Linked DNA regions of Mus musculus: region 1 is linked to region 2. The links are chromatin contacts, called in public ChIA-PET maps. All regions are on one chromosome and are shown on one strand. Each heading gives the region's core, a stretch centred on a gene start, on an enhancer-like site or on the middle of the called end of the contact. The rest is flanking DNA. Distances are from core to core; before and after follow the strand shown.

Region 1 (6,205 bases), core at 1,765-4,264, 34 kb after region 2:
TTCAGAGGTCTCGTGTGAGTCAATGGTGAACAAGAGCCAGAGCAGAGCCCACCTTTCAGTCAGGCAATTCTGCCTTCTGTCGTCTGAATAGAAGCCTTTGCTTCTAGAGTGACAAAATTCTGTATCAGTGGACTTATTTCCCCCTGTTCTTTAAAAACTATCATTTTGAATGTCCTTTGCAAACATTGGCAAAGAGAACTCTTAGGTTTTTGTCTACCATATTAAAAATTTTAAAAGTACTTTAAATAGAAGTGAACATAATGCCCCAAATATCCAAGGGTCCCTGATATTAGTTAATTATTGAGAGAACAAATGCACGTATGTTTCTTCTTGGATAAGTTGTAATCACTAGTTCTATACAATTTAACTTTACTTTGGTGAAACTGGCTTTTGCCCTTTTCTCTCTTCGGGGGTTTTTAACCCTTTGCCAGAGTGATGGCTGCTGTCACCAGTCCTATGAATTCCTTCGGTGTTGTTTAGCCTGCTAGGATGTGACAACCTGGGAGTTTAAACATTTTTTGATCATAGAAGATACTGAAACATCAGCCAAGATGCTGCACAGGTTTTGTCGCTGTCATTTAAGTTTTCTCTGTTTATATCTGCAGATTATGTGACACGCATGTCTATTGGGAGCTTACTAATTTGTGAGCCCAATACAAAGGTAGACGTTACCTCTATTCAGTTTTGCTTTCTGTACCTGTACTTCATCATAGTTGCTCATAAAACGTCAACAGAAACAGTTCGAAGGAGAAAGAGGATATAGGCGAAGCAGAGATTTGGTGTGATCCTTATGTGAATCCTTTCATATGAATTTAATGTATTCAAGTGTATTCGAAGGGTACTATTGAGAGGAGGCCTTTGGGGCTGCACGTTCAGTGTACGGTGAATGATTACAGTGGTCAGATGGCAACAGATGTGTGTTTTTAATGGGCAAACCCTTCACTCAAATACACGCCCCAGTCGGCGTGTGGCTGAGCTGTGAACTCTCTTGTTAGAGAGACAGACTCCCGTGTACCCTTTGAATTACCTTTATTCACGAGAGGGATTAAGAATTGACCACTTTCCACACGTCTGAAAGTGACACTACCTTAGACGTGAGAAAGATGTAGCTGACTTTAAACTTCAGCTGGTAGGAAGAGAAGAAGAAAGGAAAAGCCAAGGAGATTGTCCACCAACAGAGGATCCTAAAGGGTTTGGATTTCCTTTTCCTTTTTCTTTTTGTCACTGCAGTGAAAAGGAGTGGCCTCTAACAAGATCCTCTTAACTCTGCCCCCCTCTTTCTGAAGAACACCAGAATGTGGAAAAGGTGGGAAAGTATGGGGCAGGCCAAATTTCAGGCTCTACAGGACATGGCTCACACTATTGTGTCCCGGAAATGGATTTTTTTTTTTTTTTTTTTGTACAAGTGAGAATCAGCTGCCTTTCTTCTTTTGGGAAGGAGCCTTTTTTTTTTTTTTTTTTTTCCAGGACTTTTGTTTTCCTCTTAAGTCATTGCTGAGGTATTTGCAAACCAAGCCAGCCAGCACTTATGTTTTATTCACCAAAGGAGAACAAAGCAGCTGCAAACAGAAGTGGGCTGATAAACATTGAAAACGCACACAAGTTAGAGGACTTGATCCGTTTCTGCTACCAACACGCACCTCAGCCTTTCTCATGCTATTCCCTCATCTGCGAAATGGGGTTAATAGAGGATTTTCTCTGTGAATTGGGATGATGGAGATTAAAAGAGATGACGTGGGTACATTATTCCCAAAATAAACTCGGAGTGAATCTTAACAATAATATTATGACTGTGGTTACAACCAAAACTTTTCTGCTCCAGCTGTCAGAAATGTCTGGTGAGTTTCACAATCTTGTTCGTACCGCCTGCTCCTTGGTGGAGCTCCAACAACTCTCGAGGGTGCTTGCCTGCAATTTGTGCACAGCTTCCTCTCAAGGGTTCAGCTAACAGGCCCGTATAGAGAAAAGTAGAAGACATATCTCAGCTTATGCAATTAAATCTTGGAAAGTCATCTCAAGGAAGAAATAGATGCCGCTGAAAACGGGAAAGGGCCCTTTCTGGAAATCACTTCTGCTTTTCTGAAGGAAAAAAAAAAGCCCCGATGTCGCAACATTTTTCAAGAGAGAATAGTGTCCCAGACGAAGGAGGAAACATAGACAAGAGAAAAGAAGATTTGGTGAGGTTCCGAGGCAGCGTCGGGAGGGGTGGCTCTCGGAGCAGTTCTTTGTTGGGCATGAGGAGCCCCGATTGGGCGATAAAGAGCCGCCGCGGCTGAGGTCGCCCCACGGGAGCAGCTTCGCGCCCCATGCAGCCCCTCACCCCACTCCGCCCTGTCCCTGCACCCCATAACGTGGTCAGACCGCGGTGCCTTTAAGACTTTGCTGGCTGCACATGCTCAGCTCTTTGTGTGTAGTTGGGAGTTTTTAAGAAAAAAAAAAAAAAGAAGAAGAAGAAGAAACGTGCAGGAGACTCGGGGAGCGCTGGGGCGGGCGCCTCACTTTTGCAGCCCGCGGAGTACAAGGTTGCCTTCCTGCCGAGGCCCCGAGGTCGGAGTGGGTTTCTCCTCCGTGGGCTCCGCGGCGCGGGCCACACCTGGGGACGCACTCCCAGCGGTGCCCGCCGGCCGGGTGGGCGCGCGGGGGAGTCCCAGGTCCCCGTCAGGGGCCGGGCGAGACCACCGCGCCCGGACCGAGGGGGGGGGAGTGGCCACGAGAGTGCGTACGCACAAGGCTGCGGGGACGTCTCTCCGCAGTTTGGGCTGCGACCGCGGCCACAGCAACTGTGTCTGGAGGACGGAGGGAAGCAGGCTGCTGCGGTATCTCAGGCTAGCAGGAGTACCGCCGGGTACCGACAGCCGCCCTCCCCTCCCCGCGTGCTCCTGTTGGACGCGCCCATCTCGGGGGCTCCCGCGCGGCCCCGCCCTCCCGGGCGAGCCTCGGCATTCGGCGCGGGGCGCGGGCGAGGCGGGGCCGTGCGGGTCCCCTCCCCCTTCCCGCCCGGTCCCCTCCCCCTCGGGTCCCCTCCGGAGCGCGGGGCGCCGCCGGCTCTTCGCTCCGCTCCCGGAGCTACCGTGGCTGCAGGGTTCGGCTCGCCGAGGACAAGGTCAGGGGAGCGGGCGGCGATGCCCGAGTGTGACTGGAGGCAGCCGACCGGAGGCCGCCGCGCCTGGGATCCGCCGCTCCGGACCGGTCAGCGGGACGGGGGTCGGCGCCGTTGAGGAGCCGAGGAACAGCAGCGGCGGCGGCGAGGTCCTCTGCGGCCGGGATCCCCGCTCAGCGGCATCCCCGTGCGCTCCCGCGAGCGCAGCCCCGCCGAGCCGGGACGCCGAGGAAGATGGAGCCGGGGGTCCGGGCCCGCTCGGGTGCCCCGCAGCCGGCCTCCCCGGTGCTGTGGAGGGCTCGGCCGGCGGGCGGTGGGGGCGCCTCCTCCTGGCTGCTGCTGGACGGGAACAGCTGGCTGCTGTGCTATGGCTTCCTCTACCTGGCGCTCTATGCTCAGGTGTCCCAGTCCAAGCCCTGCGAGAGGACTGGCTCCTGCTTCTCCGGTCGCTGTGTCAACTCCACCTGCCTGTGCGACCCGGGCTGGGTTGGGGACCAGTGCCAGCACTGCCAGGGCAGGTTCAAGTAAGTGCTACCGTGGGACCCCAAGCCTCAGCCCTGCCCCGCCAGCGTAGCTCCCCGCCCCGCTCTGGCCTCGGGGTCCCCGGGAGGGGGCCCTACGCTGCGCCCCTCCAGCCTCCGGGTGCCCCGGGGAGCTCCAGCAGGCGCCCAGCCCGGGCTGACTCGGTGCTTTCCGCATGTCCTCAGCGGCTTGTCATCCTCTGCGCAGAAAGAATGTTCTCACTCCAATTCGTGCCAAACTCCGCCAATTAGGACAGTATCTGTTTCCATCAGAAACGGAGGAAATAACTCATGAAAAATCCATGAACATTGTGAGAAGTCAGAGGCGTCAGGGTTTAAAGTTGTGGCCCAGCTCCTTCCCTGTGCTGTTCCTCTAGTCAGAGAGCACGCCTCGGTTTAGTAATCGTCGAGTGTGGTAAATAGGGTTTACAATGGGCAAACTACGATCTGTACCTTGTTATAAGTTTCTAGGTTGGTCCTCTCACCCATTTCCCCATAAGTCTATAACTTACTGGAATTTTACGCCTTCTATCCAGAACCTACAGAGAGAAATCCAGGCAGCAATTTAAGTTAACTCGATCAAGGTTATGCAGAAAATGCTGAGTCGTGATTCCAGTCCAGCCAGCTTCACTCCAGAATATGCATTTAGAGGTGTTGGGTTTATCAGGACAGTCATGGCTTTGTGTGACTTTTGACAGGTGTATGGGGGACAGCAGTTTGGTTTTGCTGAAAAGCAAGGTGCTAAGGAGCCTGCATCTCTGGGGAAGAGACACTTCTCCCTATTGGCTGATGCTTATTAGATTTCTGCCTCTATAAAAAGAAGTGGGGTGGCCGTTGGGAAGGCGGAGAAGTGGGTTTCTCTGAGAAACTGCAGGAAAGCGGTCACCGAGAAAGCTTGTCCTAGATATTTAACATGAAGTTTACGGCTGATTGTGGTTGTGAAATAATACTATGTAGATGGCTAGTATTTGTTGTGGAGATGAAAGCAGAATCTAGGTAAAGTATCTCTGGCTTTGAGCCAAAGGTAAGAATATGGCTGACATTATTAATCTATTTCAGGGTGGTTTCCTTGGCGTTTTAATCACAGCATAGTTTTCTTTACTTTCTTTCCCACATTTTTACTGTTGCTCGCTAGAGCAATACCCCATATTAAGTGTAAAAAAATGTTTGTCTTAAATGACACTTTGAAATTTTAAGTAGATTTTATTCTTTAGTTTTTGGTTTTGGTGGGAAATCTTAGGTGAAATTTCATAAAATTGGTTTGGAGCAGTAAGTATTTCCAGAGTTCAAAGTTTTAGGAGTGAATACATAACTTTTACAGATACCTTTAAAGTAATTTAAAAAGAGAGGTGCCACTGAAAAGTTTAAAAAAGTTTACAATGAGAAAGCAAGATCTGATTTTATGATGCCTCTTGAGTAGCATTAGTTCCCCTGTCGGTGATAGTGTTAGCCAGCCAGCCCTTTTACTTGTTAAGAGGATATCTTGTGGGAGAGAGCAATGGACAAGGAAAAAGCTACACTCACTTGTCCAGGTTTTCTACAGAGTAGGATTGTTTGTAACGTTGTGGCGGTGAGTTAGCTCCATTTATCTGAAGAGGCTATGAAGCACCACCGCCTGAGACCTTCCGTCCAGTCCTGTGTTTTGGAGTAGGGATGCTTGTTAACAGCCAGATAGCTAGATCAGCACTCTGTGACTTCTCTTAGATGCTGTCCCAGTAAGTAAGAGAAAGCACCCAGATCAAGTTAAAAGTAACCAAGTAACACTGAAAGATGTTCATGAACTAGATACATTGTTAACAGGAGGAGAGTAGACATACTTAAATGAGGTTAAGTCCTGAACTTATTGAATAGTCATGCTTGGGAAGCTGCTATTCTGATTCAAGTGTTGCTTAATGTTTCTATGAAATACAAGTTATTAGGGTAAATACACATAGTATAAGTCTCTGTTTTCTCAGGCATACGTTTAGGGGCAAAGAAAGTGTATTTGATGTTAAAGGCTTTGGACATTTAGAAGTACAAAACTATTCTTGGTAAAGTACCTAATGAGCTATGAACAGTTTATTTGAAGACGTGTTTTCATGGCAAAAGAACCGAACTTGACAATTATAGCTCAAGTCTTTGCTAGGCTGAACATAAGAGCAGCCTTACACATAGTAGTGAAAAGTGATTGATTAATCTTAGTAAGCAGGTGTCAAAATTAATGGGTATGTTACCTTAGTCTTCTTCTATTATGGATGTCGTAGCTAGGGAATGAGCATTCTTCAAAGGCCTTTTTGCATCTGAAGATTGACGTAGAAATGCAGGAGCAAACAGTAGTAGAAGGGATGTGCCAGAGCTCCTGGCTTTCATTGTAGTCTTTTGTTTGTTTCCATTTGAAAAGAATAAACCCTTCAAAATTGTAAGACATTTCTGACAAAAGCAAAACAAAATGACCACCCGTTTTCACTAATGACAGACTAAAGGTTTTAGGAGTGAGACTCAGAAAGCACCTGGCCAGTTTGAAATAGAATCAAGACTATGGTAGGCCCTAATTGAAATTATATTTCAGTTGCATTGCATAACGTTAGGCTGGAAAACATTCTGA
Region 2 (6,521 bases), core at 641-3,140:
GAGAGCAGTGTCCCTTGAGGTCTTCCTACAGTTTGTAAGAGCTTCCATAAACCAGCTCAGGAGGGCAGGAGATAAAGCGAATGAGTGGTGTCTGGAGCTCAGTACCTTTGCTAGCTTATGAGCTGTTTGTTGTTGAGGCAACAAGTCCCTGAGAAAAAGCTTGCAGGAGGCTGCTCCTGCCGAGACTCCTTGCACGGTTCTCTCCCTTCCCGCTGCTCAGTGCTTGTGGTGGCTGCCTTGTCCCAGACCTCTGGAATCAAGGCTTCTGGCTTTGTGTTTGCTTTGATCCTGAAAAGCAATGTCTTCAGATTACCCTGGACCGGATACATTGTAGCCACTGAGTCAGGCTCCCAGAGTTCGTCATCTGAGCGCAGGCCAAACACTCAGAAAGCAAGTGACCCAATTCAGAATAGGCTCTCTAGAAACGGATATGTGGCTAGGTGTTTACATTTTGGAACTAAAGTTACTTCCACACTGCAGTGAGGCCTCCTGAAGGTGGGGTGGGGTGGAGAGCTGTATTTTGGACAGTCTGCATATCCTCCTAAAGGTCTGAGAAGGTGTTTTATGACACTGTCCCGTCCATGGAGTTCATTTGTTAAGTATGGCTGAATATGGCCAGTCTCTCCCCCCTCCCCCATCTGATCTTGAGCAGATCAGACTTCATTCATTTATGAATTACCCACTTTCTGATACTCAAGTCATGGCATCAGCAACAGCCTGAGAGATATACTCATGTGTGATACAGTCTCAGAAGAGGAAGCCACCACTTCTGTGTGGCCAGCCTCCCCTCTGAAATGACCCTCTTGGCTTTCTATGTGGATGCCCTCAGGAATGCAAGTACCTGAATCCCCAAACCACCTCCTGAAGTACTAAGCATTCTGTCAGTTCAGCAAGCCCCCACCCCCGGGAGCCCCAGTTCCTGTGGTGAACTATGAGAGAGAAATGAGAAGGGTCAGCTTTTCAGATAAACTTTGCCTCTTTGTTTTGCTTTTTAAACAAGCCCATAGTTTCACTGCATAGTTGCTTTGAATCCACTGATAATTTGGGCAATTTCCCTGTAAGTCATTCACAAATAGTTCCCTCTGATGTTGCCCTCAGCTATGCGGCCACGTATCTGTCTATTACTGAGAGCTGTGCTTCTTGAGTATAAATGTTTTATGTGCATTAAGGCTCTTGGCTTACATATCAAGGGGCATTGGACAACGAGATACAGAAGCCTTTGCCTGACGACTCGTGTGTAAAGAATTCACTGGGTTGGGTGAAATACACTGATCTGTCCATTTCCGTGCTCACTTCCAGCAAGGAAGTCACTATCAGCCAAGGAACCGAAAGGTACTGTCTATGCAATTAAAAGAACAGGTTGGCTTTGCTCAATACAGAAACAAAGAAACCATGCAAGAGACACAGTGTTTCTTTAATTAGGAGACTGAGATTCTATTGAAGACACTTTATGATTATTATTTTTTTTTCTTTATGGTGGCAGCTATCCTTGACTCAAGTGGGAAGTGTTGGCCTCTGGCTTTTGCACCTATGCAGAGAAGTGGTTTTGCTATAAACGCTCAAATGGTGCCGGTTCGGAACTCAGGGTTCCAGCTTGCTCCTAACATTCTGGATGGTTTTTAATCCAGGAACTACCTGTTTCAAGGCATTAAATGTTGTTCCAGACCCTAAAACTGGTAACTGTCCTTTCATTTGAGACCCATTTATCTGCAGGGGATTAAATATTCAACTTCATGCCTTCAGGGATAAAATCAGTCTTACCCCTAAGTTCTTTCAGACAAAGAGTTAGGATTCTTTGAAGAGCATCCCTGTCTTTTATCCAGCTCTGGCTAATTGTTAATTCTATCCATAGGCTCTGGGAGGCTGGCAAGGCCAGCGGGGCTGTATCCTGTTCTATTTCCAGAAGAGGAGAGGAAAACCTTTGTGACAAGCCTGACCTCACAGAGGCTCATTAATGCTCTATAACTGTGAAGACCTTTCAAGAAAAATACACACACACACTCGCAAACACAGACAGACTCGCACTACCATTACTGTGGTACTTCACTTCGTCATTGACATCCAGTCCCAGCTGTTTCTCTGGAATGTTGAATCCAGTGTCCTCTCTAGACAGTGAATGCAAACGACTTAGGTTGTGAAAGTACATTAGCTTTTGATTAACCGTTGGAGGAGGGCCAGTTAGATTTTTAAATCTGAATGGGCTTGCTGACTCAGGGTCCTGAGAGGCATAATGGACAACCTCAGAGCTTTCATTAAAAGGGTTTCTGGTAACTGATGTCTAGAGAAAGGAGTTGACACACAATTCCCTCAACTATTCAGCTTTCATCTGCAACAGAATATGTAATTTTGGAATCCAACCAGTCTCTTGAAATTTTCAGGTAAAATTAAATTTAAAGAAGCTGGCACTTAGATACGCTGAAGAAAGGGAAGCTCCCGCGGCTCGTGCCTGTGTCGCTCTATCCTTCTGAAGCTGGGATTTAATCATGTTTATTGCATTTATGGCTGCTGGAGTCACAAATCTGCTGATAACAAAATCTGGGATGGCCTGTGGGAGGTTCTCAGGAAGTAGCAGAGACTGATGCGATTTGAATATTATTTTTAACTGTGGGTTCTCTGAGCTCCACCTTCTCATCTTTGTCTATTTTTTTCATAACTAATAGGAACAAACTGTGACTTTATAGAAAGCCCAACTCAAGAAAAGCTGATAGGACTCCACAAATTGGGACCAAGGACTCTAGTCTTTAGGCTGTAACCTGCAATGTGTCCATTGTCCTTTGGCAGCAACCCTAAGATCTTTGTATCTTATAGGGGAATTTAAATGACATTGTAAACTTTCTTTCCCAGACCAGTAGGTTTTTGTTACATTTCAAAGATGGTAGCAGTTCCAAAGGAGAAAGAAACAATAGCTACTTTGAACATGGGGAGTCCCTTGCAGTCAACTCTTTTTTTTTTTTAAAGTTTTTTTTTTTTTTTTAAGATTTATTTATTATTATGTAAGTACACTGTAGCTGTCTTCAGACACACTAGAGGGCATCAGATCTCATTACAGATGGTTGTGAGCCACCATGTGGTTGCTGGGATATGAACTCAGGACCTTTAGAAGAGCAGTCAGTGCTCTTAACCACTGAGCCATCTCTCCAGCCCCTTGCAGTCAACTCTTGAATGTTCCTTGGACAACCTATCTTTCCAACTAAGTTGTGAGTTCCTTAAAGGCAACCATACACACACACGCACACACACACACACACACACACACACACACACATATATATTATGAATACTTGTTTTGTTTTATTTTTGAGATAGGGGTTCCTAGGTGGGCCTGGAGAACTCACGGCTCTCCTGTCTCCGTATTTTGAGTGCTAGGGTTGCAGATGTTTGCCATCTACATTGGCCAGCAAGTATATCTTTTGTTCTTTCTTATCCCTCTGTCTGACAATTTAGAAAATCAGTTCTCGGGTAGTTTTAATTATTTTACTGACACATGTAGAGGGCAATTTTTATGTTGTTCTTTCGCATCCACAGAAGTAGTAATACCCTCCCTCGAAGTCAGTGATGGGCGCCATATATCTGACTGTAGCTTGGAACACTGATGGACAAGTGCCACATCCATCCCCACTCTCCCATGCTCTTCCTCCTTCCTTCGCTGTCCACATCCCTGCCACAATCAGCTTTCAGTTCCTAGGTGTGGATGGGACCGTAGCATATGAACACAGGAGACTGCAGGGATTCGGCGTTGTATCAATAAGGAGTGAAGCAGAGGAAGGTAGTCCACACAGAGGAAGAAGCAGTGCTCAGTCAAGCAGATGATGTGGAGAAGCCTGGGAGCCCTTTGATGGATCCCAGGGGCTTCAGCACCCTGGGTGTCTTCCTCAGTGGGTAGTTGTGGTCCTGTCTTATAAACCTACAACAGACCCGTCTTACCTCCTTCCCATGCTAGCTTAAGTTGGTTTTCTTGTTTGTTTGTTTGTTTTTTGTTTTCTCTTGAAACCTAAACAAATGCTAGATGGAATGTAGACTGGTGGCTGCCAGCAGCTGGGGGAGGGAGGAAGAGGAAAGTCTCTTAGACTTTGTTCTTGTTTTGTTTTGTTTTTTATGGAGCCAGGGCCTTATAACAGATCATGCTGGCCTTGAGCTTCTGGTTCAGACTGCCTTTGAATTCCTGATTGTTCTGTCTTTACCTCCTGAGTGCTGTGATTGTGGACATGTGGGCTACCATGTCTGGCTCAGTTTCAGGGGGGGGGGGCGGTTAAGATTTGTTTGTTTGTTTGTTTAATATGACTACACTGTAGCTGTCTTCAGACATACCAAAAGAGGGCATCAGATCCTATTACACATGGTTGTGAGCTACCATGTGGTTGCTGGGAATTGAACTCAGGACCTCTGGAAGAGCAGTCCGTGCTCTTAACCACTGAGACATCTCTCCAGGCCTCAGTTTCTGTTTTATGAGATGAAAAAGTTATAGTGGTCAACGCGAATGTGCTTAGCATGTATGAATGGTCAGGATGGAAAACCCTGTGTTACGCAGGGAGCTTCTTTCATTCTTTACAGCTGGAACTCTGCTCAGTCTGTATTGTCTGACGTGTAGGCAACTGTTGCCACCACCCTGCCTGAGTAGATGCCAGTATTCCCCCAAACAGCCCTAAAGCTGTGATGTCCTCCAGCATACAAGGGCTCTACCAAATCCAGGATCAGTTTGTACCTTCAGCCTATCCCATGGGCCTGGGAGACTTTTGGGCCTTCTGGTAAGCTGCTCCTGGAGGGGGCAAGGAGTAGCCTTGTGGGCTGCCTTAGAGCAGCGTTTGCTCTTCCTAGACTTTGGCCCTTTTTTGAGACAAGGTTTCTCTATGTAGCCCTGGCTATCCTGGAACTCAGTCTGTAGACCAGGCTGGCCTTGAACTCAAGAGATCTACCTGCCTCTGCTTCCTAACTGCTGGGATTAAAGGCATGTGCTACCACTGACCCTCCATTCTGCTCTCTCCCTTTTTTCTGTTTTTAAATTTAAAATTTATTTTACTTTGTGTGTATCGGTGTTTTCTCTGCCATGTATCTCTGTGTGCCATGTAAGTGTGCCCACACAAGTCAGAAGAGGGCCTGGACTTCCAGAACTGGAATTACGGGCTGTTGTGAGCTGCTGCTATATGGGTGCTGAGAATCAAACCCAGGTCCCCTGGAAGAGCAGCGAGTGCTCTTAACCATGTCTTAGCAATTAGATGCACACATTATTTCCTATGTATTTATTTCATTCCTTTGCAAATCTATAAACTGTTTTATGATAGAGACTGGGCTTCATGATCCCTAAGTACTGTGTTCCTGGTAGACTTTTAATAATACTTAGTGAACTAAATAAAAAATTGAAGAAAAGTTGCTTTGCCAGTTTCCCTCTTAAGGCAAATGCTTAAAGAAATATTATAGACTTCAATATTTATTGAGCACTTAGTATTTGCCAGATACTAAGCCAAGATTTATTTTATTTCATTATTAATTTTTGTTACGGTTTTAGTTATGTGTTTTGTGAGGCAGTGTGTGGCATGTTTTCAGATGTGGAAGTCAGAAGGCAGATTATGGAAGCCCACTCTGTCTTTCCAGCATGCAGGGCATGAGGATTTAAACTCAGGCCACCAAGGTCGCCCCAGGCTGACTGCAGATGCTCTCCCACTCTGAGCCATCGTCCCAGCTTCATGACAAGGTGTCTTGTTTTGTTGTTTTAACATAGATTACATACTGTATGTAATCAGTCCCAATGATCATGTTAGACCGGCATGATTATGATCCTCACTCCGGCAGGTGAGGAAATGCAGACACTCAGACAGCCTGCCCAAGATCATGTCTGTTGGTAACAGGCAAAACCAAGTGGGTTAAAGCTTTTTGGTTCCTAAGCCTATGATATTTCTACATTATCTTCCCGCATTTATTATTATTATTATTATTATTATTATTATTATTATTGTCATCATTATTAATATTATTATTGCTGAATTTCTTGCCTGCTTTTGTGAGAGAGTGTGTGTGTGTGTGTGTTATAATCCTCCTCCAAGGCAGGAAATCTAATTTCACTATGTTGTGGATGCTCATTAAATATTTATTGAAAAGTGGGAGAAGGGAAAAAGAAGAGAGGTAGAGAAAGGAGGAGGAACAGATGGGGGAGTGGAAGGCATCGGAGAACAGGAACTGTGGGTGGAGCTGGGCCAACTTACAAGCTTGGCAGGAATCAAGCTTGCAGGAGGCTGGACTAGAAAAACACTAGCTCATCATTCCGAAATGTATTCCCAACTCCATCGATCGCTTTCCTCGGGGAAGTGATTCAGCCCCATGTCCACCGTTGGATGGTAGCTGATGATAAATACTCTCTAGCCGACTCTCTCTGCCCAGGGCACCTTGGCATCCAACCTGATTCTTACTTGTTTGAATAGATAGCACAAGACTTTGCTTTCTGTCTGGCAAATTCTGAACTATTGTTTTTTGTTTTTGTTTTTAAACTATCAAGTCTTCAAGTAAAAGGCAAACGTGGTGCTGCCTTA

Evidence for each region. ChIA-PET counts read pairs in DNA pulled down with a chosen protein or histone mark.
Region 1: an RNA polymerase II ChIA-PET map of neurosphere shows a contact between it and region 2, with 9 read pairs. The contact joins the promoter of Atrnl1 here to the enhancer-like site in region 2. A contact is called at or near these places in 3 of 39 promoter capture datasets (the C10 cell line, hippocampal neurons and macrophages), 5 of 484 Hi-C or Micro-C datasets (the N1E-115 cell line, cerebral cortex, embryonic stem cells and 2 more), 7 of 115 datasets of contacts at active chromatin or transcription factors (bone marrow-derived macrophages, embryonic fibroblasts, embryonic stem cells and 2 more) and 2 of 9 other capture datasets (liver and pancreatic islet).

The regions. Positions count from the first base shown.
Region 1 is chr19:57,608,020-57,614,224 of GRCm38.p6, forward strand. Atrnl1 (attractin like 1) reads left to right here and starts at 3,015. Exons shown (of 29, transcript NM_181415.4): 1 at 3,015-3,624. The coding sequence starts at 3,335.
Region 2 is chr19:57,574,946-57,581,466 of GRCm38.p6, forward strand. No RefSeq gene overlaps it. Among named protein-coding and RNA genes, the nearest start is that of Atrnl1, 33 kb to the right of the region's middle. Within about 2 kb of position 1,891, at least 16 of the 459 cell types and tissues checked have an H3K27ac peak or open chromatin away from gene starts, as enhancers often do. A contact at or near this core is called in the N1E-115 cell line, embryonic stem cells, forebrain and 1 more, where this site is marked.